Linked DNA regions of Gossypium hirsutum: region 2 is linked to region 1. Evidence: chromatin contacts called from public Hi-C data. All regions are on one chromosome and are shown on one strand. Each heading gives the region's core, a stretch centred on a gene start, on an enhancer-like site or on the middle of the called end of the contact. The rest is flanking DNA. Distances are from core to core; before and after follow the strand shown. Region 1 holds the start of LOC107903911 (small nuclear ribonucleoprotein Sm D2). Region 2 holds the start of LOC107959661 (RNA demethylase ALKBH10B).

What was found. Hi-C and Micro-C count contacts between places; a contact is called where the count stands out from the background.
Region 2: a Hi-C map of leaf shows a contact between it and region 1, with 2.6 times the contacts expected there. The contact joins the promoter of LOC107959661 here to the promoter of LOC107903911 in region 1. A contact is called at or near these places in 10 of 34 Hi-C or Micro-C datasets (anther, callus, hypocotyl and 2 more).

The regions. Positions count from the first base shown.
Region 1 is chrD05:36,317,455-36,322,268 of Gossypium_hirsutum_v2.1, forward strand. It overlaps LOC107903911 (small nuclear ribonucleoprotein Sm D2), which reads right to left and starts at 2,121. Exons shown (of 6, transcript XM_016830115.2): 1 at 1,889-2,121; 2 at 855-910; 3 at 745-763; 4 at 566-643; 5 at 363-467; 6 at 1-277. The coding sequence starts at 859. The coding sequence ends at 161. It also overlaps the pseudogene LOC121218045 and the pseudogene LOC121218044.
Region 2 is chrD05:36,498,895-36,503,527 of Gossypium_hirsutum_v2.1, forward strand. It overlaps LOC107959661 (RNA demethylase ALKBH10B), which reads left to right and starts at 2,999. Exons shown (of 8, transcript XM_016895761.2): 1 at 2,999-4,210. The coding sequence starts at 3,565.

The sequences.
Region 1 (4,814 bases), core at 871-3,370:
GAATATTCCATACAGTAGCTTCAGTAACTCAAAGCAGTGTTGGGGTTCAGGTTGAAGGCTTTGAATGAAAGCGGATGCAGATAGGAAAAATTCGGAAACTTGGGCAAAGTTCGAATTTTTGTCAGGAAGTTTCAAAGCTGACACTACCAAGTGTGATACTCTACTTGGGATTTCTAAGAACAATTATAACAGAATCCCCCCTAAGGAACATCTTACTGATGAATCTGTCTTTGTTAACAGGAAAGGCCTTCTTCTTGCCTTTACCAGTTTTTGGCACCTATATACCGAATCAAGAAATAATTAGTACCTTTTCAATTAACTGTAAAGAAAATTCATACAAAAGAAAATGAAAAGAAACAAACCTCAGTCCACATCTCCCTGACATTTTCAAGAACCATGTTGCAGTGACGATCAAAGGCTCTCACTCGGCCTAGAAGTTTTTTGTTGTTCCGGCAGTTGATGAGAACCTGCATTAATAAAAATCGAATTCAGTTTCTACATAACCACATTCTCACTAACAAGTAGGTGAGCCATTGCTGGGGAATCAAAAAGATGATCACATTACCTGGGTGTTATTTTTCACACTCATCATCAGAACAGACAGTGGCCCAGTGTTAAATTCCTCTTCCTCGTTCTTGACTGTCTGTGGGAAAATAAACAAACAAGACATGAATATAAGCAAACACGTGCATTTTAGCTGAAAACATATGAAAGAACAAAAAGATAGCATTTATGATAACTTACATCTTCCTCCATTGGTCGACTGCAAAAGAAGAAGCAAACAAATGGAAGGGTTAGTCTATCATGCAAGAAATGAAACAGAACATGAAGAAAAAGTATAAAAAAATTAGTACCTCATTTTCAACTATGGAAGTTCAGCACTATCTCCTACTAAAATCAAAACTAAGATCTGCATAATTCAAGCAAAAACCATTAGAAAACAAAAAAAAACTCAGAAACTCTCAATTCGCTTGAAAATGGTACTGCCGCGTGAAACAGGAATAATTTTCAATGCTTACATACCAAATGAATAGTGAACTCATCCAAAACATTGTAGAAATAAATTTTATAACCATGCACACAAAAATTGCCCAAATGGAAAAAAATTACTATAGCTTAATTATAAATTGCCCAGTCAAAACAAAAACGAAGTGTTATTTCTGAAAAACTGCTTAGAGTCTGAAGTGTCCGACATGGATGCTTCAGAAGAATGAAGAGTTAGTGAAAAAATAACGGAATCTAGCTTTGCAAAGATACAACATAAACCACTGAATCACACAACATCACAGTGAAAAATCTTCTGAAACTCTTTCAGTTCAGGTCTCCATAAATTTTCAGCATATATTAGATCAGGAGAACGAAAAACATCATCAGAGTGACAGAAACCTTCAACTCCTAATCCCAAAAATGTCACGGACAATAACTAAATGTTGACACGCACAGATCCGTATGCACACACATATATATACAAGCTAATTTATACAATAACAGGAGAAAAATGAAGCCTCCTCAGTTCAGGTCTCCAGCAATTTTCCGCATGGAATTTCTCGGAAGAACGAAAGTTATGTTTTCAATCATCCTCAGAGGCAAACATGAAAAGAATCTATCGATGGAAGAAAAGGGAAAATATAAGAATGGTATTTAAATAGCCGAAAAACTAAAAATTCTCTTCAGCTCAGGACTCCATATAGGCTTCAACAAAAAAATTAATTAATTAAAAGATTTAAACCACCAACAGAGACAATTTTCGTTGTCAATTGCAAACTGCAAACCCTAAAAAATTCCGACTGGAAGTAAAAAATGTCGAAAGCCTAGCTCAGGACAACTATGAAAAATTAAGAGAAATGCAGAAATTAAAAACAATAATAGGCCTAAAGTAGATTTTCACCTGATAGGCAATCCGCCGATTAGATCTGATTTGAGGAGAAATGAAGTAGAAAGCCGTTTTATAGACTCCGACGACCAAATAACAAAACCCTAATCCCTTCAAATTAGGGTTTTATGTTATTGGGCTTGAGTGTCCGTCTATTAGCTCCATATTAGGGTTTGGGGCTTTTTGGTTGATTAACATTCGTTGGTTTTAAATTTTGATCTTCTAGTTAGGCTTAATGCTCCCTTTCGCCCTTGAACTATATATGGTTTTTCATTTCGGTATTTAATTTTTGTTTCATCTCATCTTGATACTAAATTTATTATTTTGTTATTCAATTCAGTTCAATTTTTATAAAAATTTTAAAAAGATTGATTGACACATGATACCAATTAAAATGTGCCACATGGCATTCAAATTTATTAAAATTAAAAAAAATTGATAAAATTCAGTGAGACAATCAAAGCAAGTAAATATCTAACTTCACCCCAGATATTGGCTCATGCTCAATTCTTGATGTGGAGTTATGGGGGGTGCATGAGGGATTACGACATGCTTGGGACCTTGGATAAGGAAAGTGATATGGGAAACTGATAATACACTAGTCGTACGCTTACTATACAATAAAGAATAACAAAAATGCCAATTTATGCAGTGTTGAGATCTATCTTTAAACTTATAAAACGAGCTTGGGAAGTTAGGATTTTACATGTCTACAGAGAAAGCAATCGGATAGTTGATAGGATGGCTGCTATAGCTCTCGACGGCCAACTAGGAGTGAAGGTGTTCAGTGAACCACCTCTTAAAATGCTACAAGTTATGCTAGTAGAAGAACAATGTTTTTTACTTGTTCGTAAGGGAACTCCATACCCTTTGTTATTTAGGATATAGTAACTGATTCCATAGATATATGTAGTTCTAAAAAATAATTTATTTATCTTATTATTAATAAAGGATTTCATATATAGTTAGAACAACCCTCACAAATTGCAACTGCTAATTTGTTAAGAATTAATCGAATTGAAGTTGTAGCGTCATCATTTGTTGGAATCAAAATATCTACGAGATTAGGATCACTATTTGTATCGATTAAACAAATTGTTGGAATTCCCAAAGTGATAAATTCTCGAAGAGTCGTATATTCTTCTTGTTGATCAACAATGATTACAATATTAGGCAATCTCATCATATATTTAATCCCGCCCAAATATGTTTGCAAGCGAGATAATTGTCTCTTCAACATAGTTGCATCTCTTTTCAGAAGACAATTGAGTCCCCCCATCTTTTGTTTTGTTCTCAAGTCCTTGAACTTATGAAGCCTCATTTTCGTAGTGGGCCAATTTGTTAACATACCACCGAGCCATTTTTATTTACTTAATGGCACCGAGCCCTTATTGCCACCGAATTAGCGGCTTTATTTTTGGTACCAACAATTAAGAATTGTTTTCCCTTACTTGCTACATCAAAAACTAAATCACAAGCTTCTAATAAAAAACGAGCAGTTCTAGTCAAATTTGTAATATGAATACCCTTACGTTTTGCAGATATATATGGCACCATTCTAGAATTCCATTTCTTAGCACCATGACCAAAATGAACTCCTTTATCACTTTTTACCAAACAAATTAAAAATATATATATTTAAATTTAGATTAAAAAATCAAAAATAGAAAAAGAATATTAAAAGTTAAATATTTTTAAAAAAATATTGACTTTGACTGGTTGTTAATTAGTGTTGACTGGCTATTAATCGATGTTGATCGATATTTCTTTTGAATTTTTAATCTTTTCAAAATTTCAAAATTTTTTAAAATTATATTTTATTGTAATTGTTAAAAATTATTAAAAATTCTAAAATTTATACATTTTGATTTTTTTAATGTTTCAAGTTTTAAATTAAACCTTTTCAATTTATGGACTTTATATTTCTTTAGCTAATTTTTTTTTTCTATTTTTCTATTTTTTGAATTATTATTTTGAATTTTTAGATTTATATTTTTTTAAAATTAAATTTTATTACGAAATTTCTAGAATATATATTTTTGAAAATTTAAAGTGTTTTTTTTTGCAATGTTCTAAAATTTAAATATGTTTTCATTTTATAAAATTTTCAATTTTTATATTTATTATTTTGACATTTTAAAAATTATATTTATATATTTAGAATTTTATAAAATTTTATAAATAATTATTTTGATTTATTAAAATTTTGAATTATTTATATATTGTATAATATTGTTTTTAACATTTTTAATCAATATAATCTACATAATATTTAGAAAAAATTGTTAAAGTGAAATTTGCGACCATACTATTTTATTTTAATTGATTTTTGCTATTACATTTTGAAAGAGTGAGTAAATTTACCATTCAACTATTATATAATTGAATTTTGCGGTTACGTTAAAAAAATTTGCCACTAAACTTTAAAATTTATTGGATTTTTCCACTAAATTTTATTTGTTTATTAAAATTTACCATTCCTTGTTGACTTTGATGATTGAACAAAATTTATATAGAAAAATATTATTTAAAATGCTTTACTTGAATAACTAATTTATAAAATATTCATAAATTAATAAATTAACTTAGAATATAATTTAGTGGAAAATTTTAAAAAATAAAAATAAGTTTATTTTTAACGAATATTTGTAAGTTTTTAGAAAATAATCAAAATAGCATAAAAAAAACTATTCTAATTACTCAGATAATTTAGTTAGAAGCCCTTAATTATTGGTATTTAATTAATTAAAATTAAATTAAAAAATACAGTATTTATAGAAATTACGTTGTGGAAAAAATTATGAAAGTGAGAATAAGGTTTGACACAAATATTAAATGTAGAGATATTCAGATACTCTTAAGTTCTATTATTTCTTATAGCTTTTTCGAGACAAATTTTAAATATGAACATCTCCATATCTATTATCTTTTGTCTTTATAT
Region 2 (4,633 bases), core at 1,749-4,248, 180 kb after region 1:
CTTACTACACAATTATGTGGTGGGTTTTTTGGCCTTCTTCAAAGCGGTTACTATGATGTCCCTGGAACATCTATGGGTAGACACTCATCGGTCTCTAGCATCAATCTAAACTTCGGAGGTCAATACCAATTTGGGTATAGTATAAGACAAATTTAGACATTCGGGCTTGGCATTCAATAGGTTCATTTGATTTCAACTTTGGCACTAAGTCGATGTTATGGGGCAAAAGCAGTTATACCGAGGGATCATCAACATACACCGGTCATCAACCCGTTGATTATTCTGGTGGGTGCATAGGGTATAGGAGAACCGATAACCTATTCCTTTCGACGAGAGTCGACAAAGGCACGTCTAACATCGTGCTCGAAGGTGACAAGGAAGACACGGGCGAGAAAGGGGATGCAAGTGATGAAGAAGGGGTTGCAAATGCAAACGAGGGAAATGAGTCAAAACTTAGCCAATCCAGAAACGCAATCTAAATGGTTTAGTAGTGGCACTATTTTCTAAACCAGATCTGATTACAACGGATCTGAAACCTTTTGAGTCTAACAATTACGCCTCAGATAATGCTCCAGATCTAGATGCACAATTTAGGGCGTATGAACCTGTACCCCACATAATGAACATTGACTTATCGACCGAGGGTGGTTTAGAGTTTTCGCGACCTCCACACAGAACACCTGGTCATGCAAGCACAGATTATAATGTATGAGTACTAGAAGTTGGAATGGAATACCCCAACAAAGATGTTTTTCTTACTGCGCTGAAGCGGTACAGCATCAAGAACGGCGTGAACTACTACGTCATGAAGTCCTGCTCTGATAAATTCGAAGGAAAGGGCCAATGAAGGACAGAGGTGTAAGTGAAAAATCATTGCGTTTTACCAGAAGAAAATCAGGCTGTGGACGATCAAGAAGCATCCTGGTCCCTATACATGTGTTGCGACGGGTGCAAGTCGAAACGTATAATAAAAAAATTATTGTACAGACTACGTATTTGTTAATAAATGATGTTTACCTCATCACCAACGGAATCACATATAGGTCGATCACCTTGGGACATAGAAATGGTAGTCGATGTCGCACTTGGTAGTGTGGCCCGACACATCTCTCAATATAACGTGGACAATACTACAGATCTCTAACTTAGTTTCTCGCACTCATTGAAGTCCACTAGATGTAGTAGCCACCTTATGTGCACCAAATTTTAAGATTTATTGAGCATTAAAATGCCCCCGATTAACTTCATGATGTATGCTCGGGCATATTGTGCTATGACCTCCTCCGTTCAATCTTCAAGGTCTTTAGAGAGCTCGTTGAAATTATTCTTCAACCAGTTCATTGATATCTGATCATCTTCGAGCTTGTCCAGGGCCTTCTCCAATAGTGATTGGCAGAAACCCACTTTGCTCGGAACAATCACTGACCCCGTGATGATTGGCCCATCCATTGGCAGATCGAGTTGTAGCATTACATCTTTGAGTGTAATTGTATACTAGCCGCATGGAATGTGAAAATTGTTTGTTTAGACCTTATTAATTAAAAAAAGGGCCTACAACATGAACCATCTACAATTTGAGAAAAATATAAATTTATTCCATTTGACAAATTGTGTAGCTATGTATAGTAGATAAGCTAGGGGTTGGCAGGAGCTTCAAAAATTTAAAATTTAACTTTTTATAATTTTTAAATTTTAAAATAACATAAGATTATATTTCATCTTTCAAAAATAATAAAAATTTGATTTAGTCTATATATATATAAGCACCGTTGGATTATAAATTTAGGGCCAGTTCTTCATTCTTAAAAAAAATACTTCTGACTCCAAAAGCACTTTTGGAAGAAAAGTTGTGTAAAACAATCTGTTTTTGACTGAAATTTTTAGCTTTTCAGAAGTGCTTTTGAAAAGCACTTCTGAAAAGGAGAAGCTAAAAATTTTAGTTTTTCCTCTCCCAAAAGCACTTTTGGTGCTTAATTACTTTTTCACCTCTCCAATAACATAGTACTTTCCTTTTTTTTCTTGGTGCTTAATTACAAATGTGTTAAAATCATTAATTAAAAATAAAAAAAATATTTTTTTAAAATACTAATTACAGATATTTAATGATTATATTTAAATATTTAAAATATAGTTTATATATTCTAATTAAATTTTATAAATAATTAATATTTATTGCTTAAAAATATTTTAAATTTATATTTCATATATTAAAATATTAACAACAAGTTATAATAAATTTTTTATATTCTTACTAAAATATAATAATATTAACTAATTTAAATATTATTTAAATGCATATTTGTTACTTGATAATAACATGTCTAAAATGGACATTTTATTTTTCAAAAATACTTTTTGACAGCAATGCTAAACACTCAAATTTTAAACTAAACTTTTCAAAAACACTTTTTCACAGCACTTTTCAAAAGCACTTTTTAAAAGCATTGCCAACTAGCCCTTAATAAATAAACACTTTCCAAATTATCATTGCATATTGATTGAACGAGCGAATAAGAAACAAAAATTATTTGTATTTATCAAAGGATATTGCAATTTTAATACTGATATCTATATATATAGTATATATCACAATTACTTTGGTAAAATTTTTAGTTTTATTTCTATTTTCTTATTAAAAGCAACCAATTCCTCTACAATAATTAAATGACAAATTATATAAATAAAATTTCATAATTAAGTTTAACTTAAGACTAAAAAATGTTGAAAGTAGTGAACTTACAAAAACAAAAATTTTATAATGACAATATAGTAAATTTATTTTCAGATAATTTTACATTTTATTAATTAAATGCTTAAATCTTATATTCTAATTAAATGGATTAAACAAGGTAACCTTGTATCTTACTCATAATATTATATTCTTGTAATTTTATTACAAAAGATAATGTAATTACGAAATTAATTTAAAATTCGACCAAGGTTTAATGCTAAGAGGTTAACCTCCGCAAAAAGCCCAAACATAGAACTCTTAACCCAAGACAATCGAACTTTTCTCAGACTTGAATTAAAACACCAAAATTCACCTTAGAAATTGAAGAAGAATATTCGTATGTGGTTCGATAATCGATCCCTGGTGAGGGAAGGAAGTTCTGTTGGATTTTAGCCACTATAAAAGCGCATCTTTATGCGTCATCAATAAGCCAAGCCGTGATCTCTTTCACTGTGACAAAGGCCTTTCTTGTTTTTCTTTCCAAAAACCAGATACCCAAACCCTAAATTGCTTGCCTTTTCACAATCTACGCACAACCAAAGCAAAGTTCCCATTTTTCCAGATCTGACTAAACTAAACCAATCCTTTAGATCGGCTTAAACCTTTAAAAAGTAAATAAAGACCCAGTTTTTAATATTTTTTCACTAATTATATCTATTTTGAAGTTGGATTAAGTTGAGTTAAAAAAATTCGTTTGTGATTTTACGTGATCACGTTGGATTCTGCGGGATTTAAGCTAATTAGATCTGTTTTTGGGTATTTTTAATTTATATATGTTGTTTTAGCAGTTTAATTTTTTTTATCGGTTTGGGAGCGTTTTTTCTTTTTCCTCAATGGCAGTGCCATCGGGAAATGCAGTTTTATCAGATAAAATGCAGTTTCCTGCTCCTTCAGCTGCAGTAGCTGGCGCCGGAGGTGGTGATGCTGGAGCCGTTGGCGGTGCAGGAGGAGGAGGTGGAGGAGGTGCAGAGTTCAACCAGCACCATCATCGGAATTGGTTTCCCGATGAGCGTGATGGCTTTATCTATTGGTTGCGGGGTGAATTCGCAGCAGCCAATGCTATGATTGACTCCCTTTGTCATCATTTGCGTGAGGTCGGGGAAGTTGGGGAGTATGAAGCCGTCATAGCTTGCATTCAGCAAAGGAGATGTCACTGGAACCCTGTGCTTCATATGCAGCAGTACTTTTCGATTGCTGAGGTTTCCTATGCTCTTCAACAGGTGGCCTGGAGATGTAGGCAAAGGCATTGTGATCATGGGAAAGTTGGGGGAAAGGATTTTAAAAGGTCTGGATTTGGCTTTAAGGGGCATAGGGTAGAGGTGGCCAAAGAAATACAGAATTCTGTGCTGGATACTAATGGGAATTCTACTGTTACCGCTGTTTCAGAGAGAAATGAGAGAGGGAGTGAGAAATATGAGGAACTTAAGTTAGGTGGTGAGTTAGGGAAGGTGGAAGATAAAGGCTCAGTTGTCACAGAGGGTAATATGGTTACATAGTGTTTCGTGTTTATTGCTTTCATTTCGTGTATTTACATTGTGGTGAACATTTGAATTAGGATAGTCAATAATACATTCTATGATGTAGCTTGCTATGTTTGATTATTTGTTCTGATGGGATGATTGAAGCTTGTTTGCCTGAAAGATTTTAAGTGTTGATATCGGTTGACTTTTACTTGCATTCTTGTGAAGAACGATACCTTCTGTTTCAGTTTGTTATGTTTGGTTATCTGTTCTGATGGGATGATTAAAATTTGTAACTTAAGGCTTTTCGGTGGTGACATTGGTGACTTTCACTTGCATTGCTGTGAATGTTGAATTTGTTAGTGAATGATACCATATTTTTCGCAGCTTTTCATGGTTGATTATTTGTTGAATTGCCTTGTGTAATTTGATAAAACTAAAT